6 separate regions of the Mus musculus genome follow, and all the other regions are linked to region 2. The links are chromatin contacts, called in public Hi-C and promoter capture Hi-C maps. All regions are on one chromosome and are shown on one strand. The core of a region is the stretch at or near the end of the contact, and the rest is flanking DNA. Distances in the headings are between cores, read along the strand shown. Region 1 holds the start of Gpc1 (glypican 1). Region 2 holds the start of Traf3ip1 (TRAF3 interacting protein 1). Region 3 holds the start of Capn10 (calpain 10). Region 4 holds the start of Pask (PAS domain containing serine/threonine kinase). Region 5 holds the start of Mterf4 (mitochondrial transcription termination factor 4). Region 6 holds the start of Cops9 (COP9 signalosome subunit 9).

Evidence for each region. Promoter capture Hi-C pulls out the DNA fragments that hold promoters and counts their contacts. A called contact is a pair of places that touch in the nucleus more often than the background predicts.
Region 1: a contact with region 2 is called in a promoter capture Hi-C map of embryonic stem cells, with 8 times the contacts expected there. The contact joins the promoter of Gpc1 here to the promoter of Traf3ip1 in region 2. A contact is called at or near these places in 2 of 39 promoter capture datasets (embryonic stem cells and hippocampal neurons) and 2 of 115 datasets of contacts at active chromatin or transcription factors (embryonic stem cells and stem cell-derived neural progenitor cells).
Region 3: a promoter capture Hi-C map of pre-B cells shows a contact between it and region 2. The contact joins the promoter of Capn10 here to the promoter of Traf3ip1 in region 2. A contact is called at or near these places in 1 of 39 promoter capture datasets (pre-B cells), 1 of 484 Hi-C or Micro-C datasets (B cells), 1 of 115 datasets of contacts at active chromatin or transcription factors (astrocytes) and 1 of 9 other capture datasets (adipose tissue).
Region 4: a contact with region 2 is called in a Hi-C map of B cells, with 7 read pairs. The contact joins the promoter of Pask here to the promoter of Traf3ip1 in region 2. A contact is called at or near these places in 1 of 484 Hi-C or Micro-C datasets (B cells) and 2 of 9 other capture datasets (adipose tissue and liver).
Region 5: a contact with region 2 is called in a promoter capture Hi-C map of liver, with 7 times the contacts expected there. The contact joins the promoter of Mterf4 here to the promoter of Traf3ip1 in region 2. A contact is called at or near these places in 3 of 39 promoter capture datasets (liver and neutrophils) and 2 of 9 other capture datasets (adipose tissue and liver).
Region 6: a contact with region 2 is called in a promoter capture Hi-C map of pre-B cells, with 7 times the contacts expected there. The contact joins the promoter of Cops9 here to the promoter of Traf3ip1 in region 2. A contact is called at or near these places in 15 of 39 promoter capture datasets (3T3-L1-derived adipocytes, the C10 cell line, cranial neural crest and 9 more), 1 of 484 Hi-C or Micro-C datasets (embryonic stem cells), 8 of 115 datasets of contacts at active chromatin or transcription factors (astrocytes, embryonic forebrain, embryonic stem cells and 5 more) and 5 of 9 other capture datasets (adipose tissue, embryonic stem cells, liver and 2 more).

The regions. Positions count from the first base shown.
Region 1 is chr1:92,830,390-92,833,117 of GRCm38.p6, forward strand. It overlaps Gpc1 (glypican 1), which reads left to right and starts at 1,256. Exons shown (of 9, transcript NM_016696.5): 1 at 1,256-1,708. The coding sequence starts at 1,543. Gm29481 (a long non-coding RNA gene) reads right to left here. Exons shown (of 3, transcript XR_003947946.1): 1 at 2,306-2,728.
Region 2 is chr1:91,493,376-91,496,075 of GRCm38.p6, forward strand. It overlaps Traf3ip1 (TRAF3 interacting protein 1), which reads left to right and starts at 1,293. Exons shown (of 15, transcript NM_028718.2): 1 at 1,293-1,513. The coding sequence starts at 1,391.
Region 3 is chr1:92,932,961-92,935,660 of GRCm38.p6, forward strand. Capn10 (calpain 10) reads left to right here and starts at 1,448. Exons shown (of 12, transcript NM_011796.2): 1 at 1,448-2,054. The coding sequence starts at 1,914. It overlaps 9430060I03Rik (RIKEN cDNA 9430060I03 gene), which reads right to left. Exons shown (of 2, transcript NR_015525.1): 2 at 566-2,143.
Region 4 is chr1:93,341,401-93,344,100 of GRCm38.p6, forward strand. It overlaps Pask (PAS domain containing serine/threonine kinase), which reads right to left and starts at 1,388. Exons shown (of 18, transcript NM_080850.2): 1 at 1,126-1,388. It overlaps Ppp1r7 (protein phosphatase 1, regulatory subunit 7), which reads left to right and starts at 2,228. Exons shown (of 10, transcript NM_023200.3): 1 at 2,228-2,311. The coding sequence starts at 2,260.
Region 5 is chr1:93,304,489-93,307,233 of GRCm38.p6, forward strand. Mterf4 (mitochondrial transcription termination factor 4) reads right to left here and starts at 1,391. Exons shown (of 4, transcript NM_178051.4): 1 at 1,337-1,391; 2 at 120-618. The coding sequence starts at 1,357. Gm28535 (predicted gene 28535) reads left to right here and starts at 1,476. Exons shown (of 3, transcript NR_151531.1): 1 at 1,476-1,619; 2 at 2,055-2,136. It also overlaps the pseudogene Gm7867.
Region 6 is chr1:92,640,607-92,643,306 of GRCm38.p6, forward strand. It overlaps Cops9 (COP9 signalosome subunit 9), which reads right to left and starts at 1,379. Exons shown (of 3, transcript NM_001163425.1): 1 at 1,274-1,379. The coding sequence starts at 1,336.

The DNA.
Region 1 (2,728 bases), core at 6-2,505, 1.3 Mb after region 2:
TTGGATCACTTTCCTAGGAGTTAGGACAGGAAACCCACCCCCTAAGGTGGACAGAACCCCTGACGGGAGGACATCCTGAGGCATGGGTGATTGGGGGTTTTGCCACAAACCTGCAAAGCCCTGATTCAGCTGAATCCAAGAGCGCTGCACTCTATTGACACATAGTGGTAATCTATGACTCTCAACCATAAACCACATCTCGCTTTCTTCCCATTCCCAGATTAGGTATCTAGATTCAGTCTAACCTCAGCTATGATGGCCTCTTCATAGGATAAAGGGAACAGCAGGAGGGATAGTGCTGCCCGGCAGCAGCTAAGCAAGAAACTCCAGACCCAGCACCATCACCAGCTCCCAGGTAGGTCCCAGGTAGGGTCCCTTCTCCCCACAATCATCCCTGCAGCTGCGTGACAGTTGGTGGTCTGCCACACCTGGCCTGGAGTTGAGCTGCCCAACATTAACTCCTCGCTCTATTCCTTTTGCCAGAGGTCACCTACCACGCTGCACCCAAGCCTACAGACCTGCCTCTGCCCCATTGCTCTAGCACCTAAATAGTCACGAAGAGGGACCGTAACAGTCGCTGGCAATCTGCATCAACTGAAGTCATCTGAGCTGATGAAGGCTAGTTTTTTTTTTTTTTTTTTTGGCCAGTTTTCAGCCCCCTCATCCTCCTCCAAAACACGTCAGACGAGAACTGGAGCCGCTCAGGGGCGGCTAGAAAGGGCGTATGGATGTAGGAGTTGTTGCTGGGGGGTGGGGGGCAGCAGGTGAGTAGGGAAGTGACCGGACCAGGACTGAGTAGTAGAAGCGCTAAGAGAGCAAGCCGGTAAGGTGAAGGATGGAAAGGAGCAAAGAGATGCCGAATTCGGCTGGGGGCGGGGAAGCTCCTGATTGGCCAGCGGAGGACGTGATGTCACGTCCGGCGAGGGAAGCCCTGCCTCAGCTGCCCCCCCCCCCCGCCCTGCCCCCGCCCCCACAGGTGGTGCCGCCGCCCTGGGTGCTGGGCTGGGGGGGACACCTTAGGGGACCCCGGACTCGGCCTTTGCACTCCAGGCTCTCCCCGCCGCCTCCCATCTCACCCAGGCAACGGAGCACATCGCCTGGGCTGAGAGAACATTCCCTCCTCTCCCTCCGGAGAGCGAAGGGGCGCCCGGTGCGCCCCGATCGTGCCCCGCCTCGCCCCGCCCCGCCCCGCCCGGGCGCTCCCCTCTTCCCGCCCGCGCTCCCCGCCCCTCCCTGCCCCTCTCCGCGGCCGCCGTGGGGCCGGGCGGGCGGCGGGGGAGGCGCCGAGCCGGGGCTGCGCGTTCGCCCGCCGCGCTCTAGGCGGCCCGACTGAGCGGCCGGACCTCGCGCCTCGCGCCTAGCTCCCCGCGCCGCAGCCGCAGCCGGCTTTTGTTGTCTCCGCCTCCTCGACTGCCACCGCCTCTGGACCACGAGCGTCGCGCGCTGGGACCTTGGCTCTGCCCTTCGCGCACACTGGGCTGAGCGGGCCGGCCGGGACCGAGGGAGGCGCGCACCGGCGGCCAGGGAGCCTCGGGCCCCGCCATGGAACTCCGGACCCGAGGCTGGTGGCTGCTGTGCGCGGCCGCCGCGCTGGTCGTCTGCGCCCGCGGGGACCCCGCCAGCAAGAGCCGGAGCTGCAGCGAAGTCCGCCAGATCTACGGGGCTAAGGGCTTTAGCCTGAGCGATGTGCCTCAGGCAGAGATCTCGGGTGAGTAAGGGCGCTGCGTCCGGGGGCACCGGACCCTAGCACTCGGGAGGTCTGATCTGGGCCCCTACCCGCGCCGCAGCTAGCCCCGGGCGCCAGAACCCGCCGCCTGGACTTGGAGTGGCCTCCTGCTCCTCAACTGGTCTATACCCCACGGCCCTCGCCCCCGAGCTCCGATCCGCTCTGTTGCTGCCCAGTTCCCAGCCACTACGCTCTAGAGTCCCTTCCCCATAGCAATCTGCGCTCCCTTTGGGTTAGGGTTGTTGCTGGGCGTCTTTGGTCCCCGGCTTGGCCCACTGTGCTGGCGGGGCAGCAATCCCAGCTCCGGGACAGCGTGCCTGCCGCCCTTGCGGCGAAGCAAGCGGTAGCTCTGGGACGGTCTATTGGGTCGCATATCCCGGTTGCAGTGGGCTAGGAACTTCTCTATGCGGATCTCTCCCAGAGGCGTCAAGGGTTCTGCTTAGGAATTTACGCGGATCCACAGCAGGAGCCGCCTAGGTGGGATTTATGGGGGAGATCCTACACTTCAAGCCTGGGTTCTAAGGAAATGTGAGCCCGCTGCGCGATTCAGGGGACCCCAGGGCTCGAGGGGATTCCTACCTAGGAACTTGTGCCCGCCAGCGCCCCTATCCTAGCACACTCGTGGTCTGACCGGGCGCTCCGGGCCGCCTGGAGCTGCGAGCCCAGCTGCAGGTGGTCGGCGTCTTGGATCCCGCCCAGGGGCCTTGTCATCTCTTTGTAAGAAGAGCGGCCCTCCTGGCGGCGGCCTCGGCCCTGCAGCTGCTGAGAGCAGCCCTTCCCCTCCCTTCCCTTCCCTGCTGCCTCAGGAGCTCTGGGAACCGAATCTTTATGAGCTTGGAGTGCCTATGCAATGTCCCAAGGACCTCCCAAGCCCCAGGCTTTGCTCTTAAATGTGTGGGGAGCTTTCCTGGATAAGTGTAACACCAGGGCCTTGGTGAGCAGGGAATTCCTGCTGTGGGATTCTTCTGAAACTGAGGGGGCTTGCAGACTAGAGACCAAACT
Region 2 (2,700 bases), core at 43-2,542:
AAAGTTACCTCCCCTAGGTCAGTCCCCAGAGGGTTGGTTGACAATACTTGCTGTCCTGGATCTTCTAAAAAACTTTGATACCCAGATAGACTGAAGATCTTCTGGTTGGTTAGCCCTCCTAAAGGCAGCCAAAACTGTACTCTGGCCTTCGTGTGTGTGTGTGTGTGTGTGTGTGTGTGTGTGTGTGTGTGTGTGTGTTCTTGGATCCACTTACTGTTCTGCCCTCCTCCACAAGCTGTGAGAGGATAAAGCATCATCTTCGCTTTGTTGTATGGCATAGGCTCCAGGTCCTCAGTAGAATTCCCAAGGTCAGAGGTATCTTCCAAGTAAAACCCTGAGTTCCTACCACCTGGTCCAGCATCACAAACAAGCCAGTTGCTGGCTCCAGCTTTCATTCCACACCTACATCACGATTCTGCTCAGAGTGAACTTTCTAGGGTAGGAGCTAGGTGGGTATGTTCTTAGGGGCGGTGTTTAGAGACAGGACTTCTGCTCTCTGAATTCTGCTCTCTGAACTCCCCCAGAGACCAACTCCAGCTGGGGCTCAGAGTGAGAGGGCTCTTAAAGAAGATTCTGGCTCTCGGGGTGTAGCCATGGTAGAGAGATCAGGGGCAATGTTCTAGTTGGGGTTCTGCCAGTTTGGGCAGAGGAGCTCCAGACCTCAGGCACAGCAGCAACACCTGATCCAGTAGAAGCATCTCCTGCATAGCCTCGGGTGGTGGTGAGGGTGAGGTGGGAAGTAAGTGTGTGTGTGTGTGTGTGTGTGTGTGTGTGTGTAGCAGAAAGCTGCAGCATCCTAGCCTAAGGGCCTAGCTCCTTCACAGTTTTGTGCCCGCTCTGGTGAACCAAGAGCACAGAAAATGTGGAAGGACACAACCCTTCCCCTTGGCACCATCTTAAAGATTACCTAAGGCAGGGGATGCTGGGCAGGGAACAGGAATGAAGGGATGAAAGGAGTCAAGTCCTTTTCCAAGTTTATGTGAAGTGTTATTTTCCTGGTGGGTGTTACTGTAAATGCTCTCCTTAGAAATATCAAATGGTCGCTCTTTTCTCACTCAGAATGCCAGGTCTCTGGGCAGTGCTGTGCAGCGCCCTATGGTGCGCCGGGTTGGCGGAGCAGGCTCAGGTTCAAGCAGCCACAGAGGCGGAGCGCGTGTGTCCTCCAGAGCAGCTAGAGAGGCCGGAGGGGATGGGCGGGGCCGGGCGCGCGTCCGTTGCCAAGGCCGCGCGGCCCTAGAGACCGGGTGCTGGTGGCACGCGCAAGCGCGGTGGCGAGCTGCGGTGCACTGTGGGATGGGAGACCGGCGCGCCGGGACGGCGGGCATCTCGGGGCACCGGGCAGAGGCGCGGCGCGCGAGGAGGGGCGCGAGCGGTCGCGGGCGGCAGCGCCATGAACGCCGCAGTGGTGCGGCGGACGCAGGAGGCTCTGGGCAAGGTGATCCGGAGGCCGCCGCTCACCGAGAAGCTGCTCAACAAGCCACCGTTCCGCTACCTGCACGACATCATCACCGAGGTAGGCGCGGGCTGGTGCGCGTCAGGTTGAGGTGGGGTGAGGGTAGGGGTAGAGTGCGGAACGGGTTAAGGGTCCGGGTAGTGGCGGGACGGGTTGAGGGTTGGGGTAACGGTGTTGAAGGTTATGGTTAAGTGCGGGACCGAGCGAGTGTCGGAGTGAGGGTCCGGGTAGGGTGAGAGTCGAGGTAGGATGCGCGTCTGAGTAGGATTCGTTTCGGGGTGAGAGTCAGAATTAGGGCCGGATCAAGGCGAGTGACCAGGTAGCGTGAGGATCGCGTTGAGGGACCGGGTAGTGTGAGGGGCGTTGTAGGATGCCAATCAGGGTTTGGGTCGAAATGAGGATTAGTCTCAGATGAAGGTGAGGATCAGGGTCAATGGTAAGGTCTGTGTGGCTCCGAGTGCTGATTGGATTGAGAGTGCGTTGAGGGGTGGAGGTGCAGGTCCAGGTCCAGGTGAGGGTCAGGGTTAGGTTCCAGTTGGAGTCAGGGTAGAGTAGCGGGTGCTGGTCTAGTGGTTTGGGTGGAGATAGAAGGCCCGGGTCAGAGTCTAGGTCTGTGGGTTAGGGTGCTGGAGCCAGAAGGTGAGGCTGAGAGGAGGTAGAGGCCCGGGCTGACATCGGTTTATTGAGTGTGAGCCTCGGGACAGGGTCTAGGCTCAGGGTCAAGTTGCTGTTAGGAGCTGGAGGTATGTTGGGGCTCTGGAATTGGGCTGTGCTTATACTTGAGGCCTGGGTAGGGTGCAGGTCCTTGTCTGGGACCTTCTGAGCATTCAGTGGTGCCTTCCATGTTAGGTTCCCAGGCCCACTAGGTCTTGGGACCTGCCTTACTTTACTTCTCCCAACCTGCAGCACTTACCATTATGTCTCTTTAGAGCTTGTCTTCTATTTGTTAGTGAGTCTCCAGGAAGCTGCATTGGATGAGGTACATAACATTGTACAACAGTTACAATTGTGTGGAGTCTGTCTGGGCTCTTGGTAACCCCAAGAGTGTCACTGCAGGGGGTACACAGAATGGGCATGGTACTCCAGAAGGTGCTGTGGAACTTGGGGTATGGTTGGGACTTAGAAGTCCAGAGCTCAAGGTCTCTCCCAGTGTTGACCCTCAGACTTTCTCGTCTCAGTAGGTTGAGCACTGTAGTCTACCCTTCTCGTTACTCATTTGGCCCTCCTACCTTAGCTTGTAATAGGTA
Region 3 (2,700 bases), core at 198-2,697, 1.4 Mb after region 2:
ATCAGAGAGTGAAAAAAAAATGCCTCCATAAGATCCAGCTGCAAGGCATTTTCCTAATTGGTGATCAATGGGGGAGGGCCAGCCCATTGTAAGTGGCACCATCTCTGGTCCTGGTTCTATAAGAAAGCAGGAAAGGAGCCAGGAAATAGCGCCCCTCCTTATGGAAAGCGCCATAGGTGAGCAGAATAAACCCTTTCCTCCCCAAGTTGCTTTGGTCATGATGTTTCGTCACAGCAACGGTAACACTAAGCAGCTTTTCCTTCCAGATTCTGGAGGTCAGGCTCTGCCCGTGGCCCAGCCCTGGATATGGATGCGGCCTTCAGGAGCCGTTCTCCTGAGCTAACCACTCATATGAGACTTCTGGGGGTGAACCAGTTTGCATAACTCTTGAGTCGCGGATAACTTGTCACAATTACTCAAGACTTCCTGGAAAACCGAGTCCAGGCTCTTAATGATTCAACTATAGTGCAGCTTTCAGCCCACCAGTCAGTCCCCTGAGTCGAAATTAAGTACTAAATGAAAAAGCATCCCAAAGAGATGTTGGGCTATGTGGCTACTCCTTTTTTTTTTTTTTTTTTTTTTTTAAATAACCTCAATAAAGAGTTAAGTGTCTTGCACCTCAAATCATGGCGCTGAAGCCTAGTGGAGCCAAGGTAACTGTGTCATGCCACAGCAGTAATTGCTGCTGATGCAGGAGCAGCCCAGCCTCTCACTGGGAGAAGGAGCAACTGTCTAGACTCTGAAGCAGCAGGTTATGGGTAAAAGCTTGGCCTGGTTGTTCCTCTTTAGGCAACGGGTACTTGATCTACTTAACTGCACAAACCGCATTTCCTCTGACTACCTTTTATCCAAGACTGAGAAAAAGGGGCCCAGAGGAGGGAAAAAATATCAGAGCAGCCCTAATAGGTGGCAAACTGCAGTCTACAAGGTGTGAAGCCTCGTCGTCTCCCTTCCTGTCTATGAAGCTTCTAGTCTTGATGAAATACATTTGGAGAAGACACAGAGAACAGTCCTTGGCTGATTTGTGTCCTTCCTGGGACCTGGAAGAGTAGGCACCAGAAGGAGAGTGTCCTGTCCCTGACCTCCTCATGGCATCGAATAATCGTGGAGCCGCAAGTCCACGTCCTGGTCACCATCCAGTCTACAAAACCATAGCCAGGCCATTTAAGGCTTCAAGGAATGCTCCAGCCGCATTCCCTGGCCGCTTAGGATCCAGAGCGTCTGAAGCCCAATCGTTTTGAGACAAATGCCCGACCCCGGCAAGTTTCAACCCCAGTGACACCTCTGCCTCCCCAGAACAACGCAACCACCACCGCGACGGAAGGATAACAACGCGATTCGCTGAGCCACTTCCTCACTGGCTCTTTCAGAAGACAGGGAGGAACCACCGCTTTGCCAAGTTCCTGCCTCACACCGGAAGGAGCGAAGCACGCTGGGAAGTAGACAACGCCTGTGATCAGCGACGTATGCTGGGAACGGCGCTGCATGCTGGGATAGCATTGACAAAGCGATCTAAACCAAAGTGACTTTTCAGCTTCCTGTGGTCACTGAGACTTCGATTTCAAGTGGCTACAGCTGCGTTGTCCCGAGCACTAAAGCATACGGACATCAGGCTAGCACTGCCCAGTTAGAAACGCGGGGACCACGCCCTCGTGCGAGAGCAGAACCTACCAGTCCTGCACGGTTCTGCGCTGCAGCTCGTGCGTGATTAGGCAGCTCTGTCATATGACGCAAGCACGGCTCCTGGTTGGCTCCAGCCGGGTTACCTAGACAACGGAGCTTGCGGCGCTAGGCTGCTCTGCACCAGTAGGTCTCCCGGGCTAAGCAAACACGGTTTGCAGTGAAGGCCGCGCACTCGCTCCCGGGCGGCGACCGAGTCCACGGGCCGCAGATGGGAGCCCAGGGCGCCGAAGATGCGGGCGGTCCGGGCCGAGACGCCGGCGCGGGAGCTCTTCCGGGACGCGGCATTCCCCGCCTCGGACTCCTCGCTCTTTTACAACTTGTCCACGCCTCTGGCCCAGTTTCGGGAGGACATCACTTGGAGACGACCCCAGGTGCAGCAGGGTCTCTTGCCTGGGCGGGTGTTGTGGATATGTTTCTCACGGAGATGGACCCCGGGGTTAGCAGGACCTCGCCTTCAAGCCTATTCAGAAAAGGTGATAGCCAGCCCTGAGAATTCAAATGAGGAGGACAGAAGCAATCGAAAGGCTTGTCTTTTAGATGTTATCTTGGGGTTTCTACTAAAATACACTCCTACCCAAAGTCAGGTAGTAGGGAGCTGTTTTGATATTAAGGGATTAGAAGCAGTATTTCCAGCACCATCCCACCACCTAAGTTTTGTCGGGTGTAATTCAGCGCAATCTTTCTTGGCTTTGCACTTTGCTCTACATTTCTTCTAGTAGCTTTAGGGTATGAACACCAAAAGGTAGCACAGAACACGGGGAGCGTTGTGCTTAACAACTGGGAAAACCTAAGGAGCTGCTTTTCAGGGCTCCCTTAAATGGCACAGGCAGGTGGAACTATGTATTGTTATTTTAGCGTCCATGCATGCAACTCACAACAGTGTTACCCCTCATAGCCAGAAAGGGCTGTGGTAGGAGGGCTTTGGTTTTTTTGGTTTTTTTGGTTGGTTTTTTTTTTTTTTTTTTTTTTTTTTTTTTGCCTTGTTGCAGCTTAAATGGATGGATTGTTCAAGCCTAG
Region 4 (2,700 bases), core at 138-2,637, 1.8 Mb after region 2:
GCAACAGCTTTTAACTGCTGAGCCATCTTACAACCTCATTTTATTTTCATTATAATGCATGACTTTTTCATGCATTTTTATTACATTGTGGGAGTGTGTGTGTGAGAGAGAGAGAGAAAGAGAAAGAGAGAAAGCACAACCATGGATGACAGAAAACAACTTTCAGGAGTCACTTCTCTCTTTCTACCCATGTGGGTCCAAAATTGTCAGACCTTGGCAGCAAGTGCCTTTACCCACTGAGCCATAATGCTGGGCCCAAACTGTAGGGCTTTGTTTCCTTTTGGGGTTTGTTTTGTTTTTTGTTTTGTTTTGTTTTTGAGGCAAGGTCTCCAGAGTCGTTGGAAGTGCTGGGAAGAGAGGAAGACACCATCAGCCTGACAATTGGTATTTTTGTGTGAAGGTGGGTATTAAACCCAGAGCTAGTCACCTATTGGGCAAACCTTCCACCACTGACTGATAAAGTATGACTATTTGCCTTCACTATTCTGCATATTACATACACAGGCACATGCACTCAGTATGTGATCCTAAAAAGCAACAACTCATTATGAAATAAGAGATGAGTAGCGACAGTGTTCAAGGCTATATGTGACACCACCAGACTCAAACAAAATAAAGATGAGTAGGTGTTAGATAGCAGTTTTCAAGTAGAGTGTTTTAATGTGAAAGATGTACAGGCATCTTCTCTAGGTATCTAAATGCACTAATTACTGTTACAGCAAACAATGATACGATCATACCGTGGTTTTTCTACTTTTAAAACCAACCTATTGACAAAGTTAGGACATGTAATTATGGCTTCTAAATACACTGCCAAAGTCACAAAACCTTACTGTTTTTTTAGACCTTGTATGACCTCAGAATATATTGATATGAGATCTTAATTTATATAAAAAATACCATTCTTCAAACTAAATTGTTAATGCTACAAATTTTTATCTTAAAAGTAATTACAGGAACTGGGCGGCTCCCTTTGTTAAAAGTTTTTTTCTATGCAAGCATGAGGACTTGCGTTTAAATCTTTAACCACATAAAAAGCCAGACGTGGCTACACATAACTGTAATCCCGAAATTAGGGGGTGAAGATAAGTGACTCCCCAGAGCTCACTGGCCCGCTAGTCTAACCTTAAAGCAAAGCTTCCAGTTCAATCAGAGGCTTTCGGGCGCTGGCGGCTCTTGAGCGCGGGTCAAACGGCCAGAACCCGCCACCACTCTGGGGCCGGGGCTGGGCGGAGGGAGTGCGGGCGCGCGAGGAAAGGGCCAGAGCCACTCCACGACAATGCGTAACTAACACTCGCCGCCACCCGGAGGTTTTTCGAAGGCTGGTGTCTCACCCCAGGCTGGCGCAAGTCTCAGTCGGATTCACAACGTGAAGATCCGCGCGCTTCTGGCCCACCGACCAATCGCAGAACGACTTAGGCAGCATAACAAGGGACCAAGAACCAACCAGACACCCTGATGGGCGGACCTCAGTGAAAGCAAGCAGCTGAGCGCGCGCAAACAGTTGCTAGGGACGCACCGGACACCCACTACAGAGCCTCGGAGGAGCCAAAAGACCCGATTTCTTCGCGCCTTTCCCCCCCCTCCACGCCCCACTCCAAGTGACTGCAGTTTACTCTTACGGGAGAACCGAGGACGGTGAGCGACGTGCAGCCCTTCTTACGACGGCCACCTTTCCAAGGCGAGGACAGTGAGAAGCGGACGACACAGTGGCTCGCCGTGGGCTGGAGGCCGCAAACGTGAGCCCCAGGACCGGACCGCGGCCCCTCCCGCCTTCTCCAAGCATCCCCTAAAGGTGGCCTGTGGCACCAGTGTATCAGCACGCAGGCGCAGAATAAACTGGTTTCCCTCGCCTACCGGCTCACCGTGAAGTGAGGCTCCCGAAGTCGGGGGTGCAAGTCTAGTCGGCTTCACCTGTGGCCTGTAGAACTCTCCTGTCCGCAGTACCTCTACGCCTCCGAAGTTGGCATAGTGACTTGAGCGAATCCGCAAGCTTGAAGTGTCTCCCATGCTGCCTAAAGACTTTCCGGGATGTCTGCTTTCTTCGTGCTCGCCTAGACTCTACTCATTCATCAAACCCCTAACCCAGGTGGAGCCGGAGCCTGTGGGAACTACAATCCCCATGAAACACTGCGCCCGCGCAAGCATTGTCAGCTCGCGCTTCTATACTTTGTTCCATTGGCTGGCCTATTGGACCTGGAATCCTGATTGGCCCATGGCCTAAGGCGACAGATTCCGGAAAGGGAAAGAGCAGCCAATATGGCGGCAGAGCGCGGCGCGGGGCAGCAACAGTCGCAGGAGATGATGGAGGGTGAGCGGCCCCTGTGGGTGACCGGGGAGCGGCGAGCTTCGGGCTGGGCGGTCACGGCCTCTTGCGGGATCGGAATTCGGCCTCCAGCCTCCGGCCACAGCCACAGAGCTCTGACAGCTGCCAATATGGCTGGACAGCCAGGGAGGCTCGGAGCCCGGGAGTCCCGTCCCGAGGGCGGTAGCGGCCAGAAAGACAAGACCCTGGGGAAAAACGTGGCGCGAGCCCGCCCAGGGAGATTGGCAAGGAAGCCGTGGCTATAGGAACCTAGTCTTAAAGCTCCGAAGTTGACAGGCGAGGGGGCAGGGAACCGTCCTCCGTCAGCTCACTGGGAAACTGAGGCTTCAGGCGTGGGGAATCTACGAAGTCCAGTTTGTTCACGCGGCATGAAT
Region 5 (2,745 bases), core at 141-2,640, 1.8 Mb after region 2:
CTCATTTGTAGGTGACAATTCCATGCCTTACTATCAAAAGGCTGGACATCCCTGCTAGGGTAAGCTATTTTCTCCCTAACTGACTCCTCTCCCTCTATAAAGTCTGCTGCATCTTATACCTTCTCCAAGGCCAAGCTTCCGAAGGTAACTGGAACGCCTCTTCATCTGCATGCTAGACAGTTTCAGCAACTGGGGATTTTTCTTCAAGGCATTAAATACAGGCTCTGGGTTCAACCCCAAGAGTAGGAGTTCTGAAACTATACCCAGCAACTGTTGAGGATGGACACTTGGCTGTATACTAAACAAGCTGTGAATGTGGGCTTCAGCAAAACCCATGTCCTGGAGGGAACGGATGACCTTTTCAGGCTCCAAGGACTCAGGATCCACACAAGGCTTCTGTTCCTCATGAAGACACTGAACAAGTCGTGTCCTGTTTTCTGGTTCCTGCATGTACTTTTGGGGTGTAATGCTGGAAAACTCTTGAAAGCTTCCTCTACCGGGCACTGTAGTCAGTTTGCAAGACAAAGAAGGGCTCATCTGTTTCTGTTCTCTGAGATGAGGGGTCTGCCTAACCAAACAGGCCCAGGAGAGGGCCAGTAGACGATGCCACTCAGGAACCTGTAAGGCAGAGCAAAAACAGAATCAGTCCCACCTCAGAATAATGACCACCACAAGATTACTGAGCCAGTAACCTTGAACCTCAGCTTGACCCTTGGCCCACAAAAGCTAACAGTTTTTGTAAACAATCTGTAAAATCTTCTCTGGGTCTAAAAAGTCTCCAAAGAATAAAAGTAGCATGCAAACGACCGCACTTACTGAAGATATTGAAGCATAAGCAATATCTACATACTGAAGATACAGGGCACGAGCAATAGTATTTGGTTGAAAATTCTGAACCTCAGACTAGCCACCAGACAGGTACACTACCTAATTTCATTCCAACAAAGGATAGTTTTGTTTTGTTTTTCAAGGATCCCTTCCATTAAAAGAAGAATATTTGGGGGAAGGAATCTGTCGATTTGTACACAGTAGCCCCAGGTGTTGGGACTAGCACATAACAAATTAAGCACAGAGCATCCGGTGCCCGCCAGAATGGTCTCAAACACCCCGCTCTTGCCGCTGGTGGTGGTCCAGGCCTCCCTAGCCATTAGGCAGCACACAGCCGAAACTCCGGAGAAGCCAGAAGCTATTCTGAGGGCCACACTGTCTGTGCACACGCCACCCGGGAGCGCTACTGCCACAAGGTGCCCAGACCGGAACACCAAGAACCAGCGTCAGCGCCTCCTGAACGTCCCGCCAACAGCCGCTGTGAGCCCGGGACCTAGGGCAACCTCACCTGCCTTCCCAGCGAAGCCATGGAGACCAAGCGAAGAACAACTGTGAGACCGGAAGAGGCGGTCCTTCCTGGCTCACAACGTCCGGCCTCCGATCTGTGTCCGCCGAACTCCCGGGGTGTGGCGTTCTTTCGTTCCGCAGCCAAGCCCTTGATCCCAGATGCTCGTGCCCAGCACCTGCAGCTTGCAGGTGCAGCTCCCTTTAGTTGGGCATACTCGGTTGCATGGTCTCTGCCAGGAACAAGCAACACTACCTGGGTTTTAAAACTGCTCTTCAGAGTACAGGTGAAACCAAACTACCCCGAAGCGCACACCGTCGTTTTCTGTTGTGAAACTACTTTTACTGGGGCCGGGGGAGGAGGGGAGAATATGACAAAAAACAATCACCTGTGTTAAAGATAGTACAAGGCCAAATAAGATAACGCTGTGATTGTGGAATTAGGATCCTGCAGACCAAAACCAAATTATCATGGATTATTCTTAGCCTTTTTGAAATCCATTCATCGTCCACCTGTCTAACTTAACAGCTTTGTGACAATGAATACCTTTAAAATATATTCCTAGACCAACAATGGTTTTCACCAATCCAAAAGCCAATAGCATCACTAAATAATATCTAAAACTGAGTTAAGTGTTTTCCTAGTTTTGCCTTATCCTTCCTATCTGTGGTCCCCACCAATGTGTCTGGTAAATGCCTTGATTTATGGCTTTATTCTCTAGCTAGTAATATCTCACCTAACTTCATCCATGGTGGAGAATCTTTTGGAAAAACCAAATTTGTGTTCCTGGGCTCATCTTTGAGGTAAGTAGGTTTGTTTGTTTGTTTGTTTGTTTGTTTTTTAACTTTATCTGCATTTATTTTATGCTGAATTTATTCACGTGCCATGAGTTTTTGTTTCTTGTTTCTTCTGGGATATCCTTTTCTTCTGTGCAACCTCCTCTTCTGGCTTTAGAATGATCTGTTCCCTCTCAGTGAGGATCATCTCAATGTGGCAGGGGGAGCTCATGTATGGGTTAATCCGGCCATGAGCTCTGTAGGTTCGTCGGCGCATCTTAGGTGCCTTGTTCACCTGGATGTGTTCAATGACAAGAGAATCTAAATCTAAGCCCTTAAGTTCAGCGTTACTCTCTGCATTTTTAAGCATGTGCAGCAAAAATTCAGCACTCTTTTTTGACCACCGACCAGCCGCATTGTTTGGCCTGGGCGCACCTACTGACTCCACCATTATAACACCGGAATGGCACACATTGCTTCTTTAAAGTGATGTCCTTCAGATACTTGGTGGCTTTGCAGATATGCATACCCTTGATGGCCTGGGCAGATTCCCGGGTGTTCTTAAAGTGAACACGAAGGTTTGAACCTCTTGATTTGCATGATTTTGGGGGGTTTTTCTGGGTCAAGAGAGTAGCG
Region 6 (2,700 bases), core at 129-2,628, 1.1 Mb after region 2:
ATGCCCTCAGATCACCTGCTGCAGGACTGAGGGGCTAAGGCTGAGAGCAATTGCCTCATCAGGGGAATCACAGAGCCCACTTCATTCTGCAGACGTCCTTATGCGGACCTGCTTGTTCATGCCCCTCGGTGTTCAATTATGCCCTGGCTGGTTTTGTGTGTCAGCCTGACACAAGCTAGAGTGTCATCAGAGAGGAAGGAGCTCAGTTGAGGAAATGTCTCCACAAGATCCAGCTGTAAGACGTTTTCTCAATTAGGGAGAGCCCAGCCCATAGTAGGTGGTGCCATCCCTGGGCTAGTGGTCCTGGGTTCTATAATAAAACAGGCTGAGCAAGCCTCAGTGAACAAGCCCGCCAGCAAGCAGCACCCCTCCATGGTCTCTGCATCAGCTCCTGCCTCCAGGTTCCTGTCCTGCCTTCCTCCAGTGATGACCTGGAAATGTAGGTCAAATAAATCCTTTCCTCCCCAACTTGCTTTTTTGGTTATGGTGTTTGTCACAGCAATAGAAACCATAAGACAAACAACAAGGCATCCCCTTCCTTTAGTGGACAAGGGAGCATCGCTCTGCTCCGCTACTATGGCTCTCGTCATCTATATCCCAAGGTCAACAGGGCACATCCTTCAATATTTGGATCAGGGCAAGCTCCTCTCTTAAGCCTCAACTGAGCCGACTAAAACCCCACGGATACGTCTGTAGGGCACCCTCACCCCACCCTACCCTTGCTTAGGATATGCAACCGGCCTCTTCGGGCCACAACTGACATCTCTCAGGTCCGGGGATACGTTCCCGCATCGCCCTACTCGCTGAGCTTTGAGGAGGAACAGGAAGCAGACATACAAGAGCTGGCTGACACTCCTGATCATAACCACCCATATCAGGGAGAGATCTGTGACCATGGTGGAAATCAAAAGCACAGGATCGCTCGAAAACTCTGTATGTGTCTACACGAAATAACCGAGTCCCAGCACCAAGCACGCAGTTACCACACACCATCCCTTACCCTTCTCTCAGAGCTTGGGGTCTTGAGGCCTGTCAGTGCGTAAGCCTCGCTCGGGCCTTCCCTCTCTGGAAGATTTATCAGGAGCCACAATCAACTGACAGCGAGCAAACCCTACTTCCTCGCTGCAGTTCACGTTAACAGTCGCGGGCCCTGCGACTGTCCCCGGCAGCTCCCGCTTCCCCAGCCTCTGAATCCCCAAAGGCCTGGGCTCCCGCGCAGGTTTGCAGGCGTGCTCCCACCCCCACGCATCGCTCCGCGCCGCCACCACCCCACCTCATCCAGGTCCACATAGGGCCCCGCGCCCTCGGGGAACATCTCATCCACTGCGGGTTTCATCTCGACAAGGCGGCGTTGCGCTCACTTCCGGCCAGCCCCTTCTACTTCCGGCGTTCTTCCGAGCACGTCTAGACCTCGGAGGACCGCGCCTCGGTGGCACTCGCTGGCCTGGCTGCAGGGCAGCTCTCTGGGAGCTAAAGAGGGCAGCGGATTAGATGACGGTCTAAGGACCAGCAACACCGCACAGCACGAGTTGTCAGCGGAGAAAGGAGACTCTCCATTTCCCAGCAGAGCTGCAGTTCAAAACCATCCGAATGGCTACTGTTTAGGATTCGCAGGCAGTAATGGATTGGCTAGAAGATGGGGGTATTGGATCCCCGGGTGCTGTTGGGGGTAACAGAAATCCAAAAGTAGTCCACGCTCAGTGATCACTCACAGGGTCACCTCGGCCAAAAGGAGGAAGCAACCCAGTGCACGCAGACAAGATGGGCTTTATCTACACGGTGAGATAGTGTGGAATCCTAAAACTAAGAAGGGATTCCTAAGCTATGGGCATGGAGGACCCTTAAGGATGTTGTTAAGTGAAACGTAAACAAACGCTGTGTACCACTCATAAGTGATCCCTAGAGCAGTCAGACTCATAAATGCAGCAGTGTTGGAGATGGTGGTTGCTCAGTGGACACAGTTTTAGATCTGCAAATCAAAAGTTCTAGAGGTGTGCGGTGGGGTTGGGGGGGAAGGTGTCCATTAAATGACTGGACTGTCCCCTGAGAGGTGGCCAGGGGGATACATGTTAGGGTGCTATATTATACCATGGTTTTTAAAGAATGAATGAAAGAAAAAAGATGGGGAAGGGACAGAGAGGTGTGGATCATTGTCAGAGAGGGCCTGAGATGCTCTGACAGACTAGAATACTCTAGTGAGTCTCCTGGATGTCCCCCTAGGATCCTCTGAGCACCTCCTGATAAAATCCAGGTTTAACAAGTATCCCTGTAGCAAGAAGCCTGAAATCCAGCTGATACCTGCCTGCTCTCCATGTCTGATAGGGCTCTTCACCCTCCACTATCCCCAGACGATGTCCTCTGGTCCTGACTTCAGCAAAGCGTCTGTGTTACCCCTGAGTTATTTCCCATCTACCCCCACCCTGCCCCTTGACTGTCAGTCCCTCTTGCTACTGTGGTTGCGCTGAGTCTCTCCAGCAGTTCAAGGCTTTTGCTCCTGTGCCTCTCCTGATGGTTTTGGATGTTTTCCCTTCCTCTGCGTTCAAAGAGTTGGAGAACTGTTGGTTGGTTGGGTGGGTGGGTGGGTTGGGTAGGATTGGGTTTTTGGTTTGGTTGGGTTTTCCTTTAACAACTTTGAGGTGTCAGGGGCTTGGTTGGGGTGCAGGCTGCTAGAGTGAAAATGGGGATCACAGGTAAGGACAG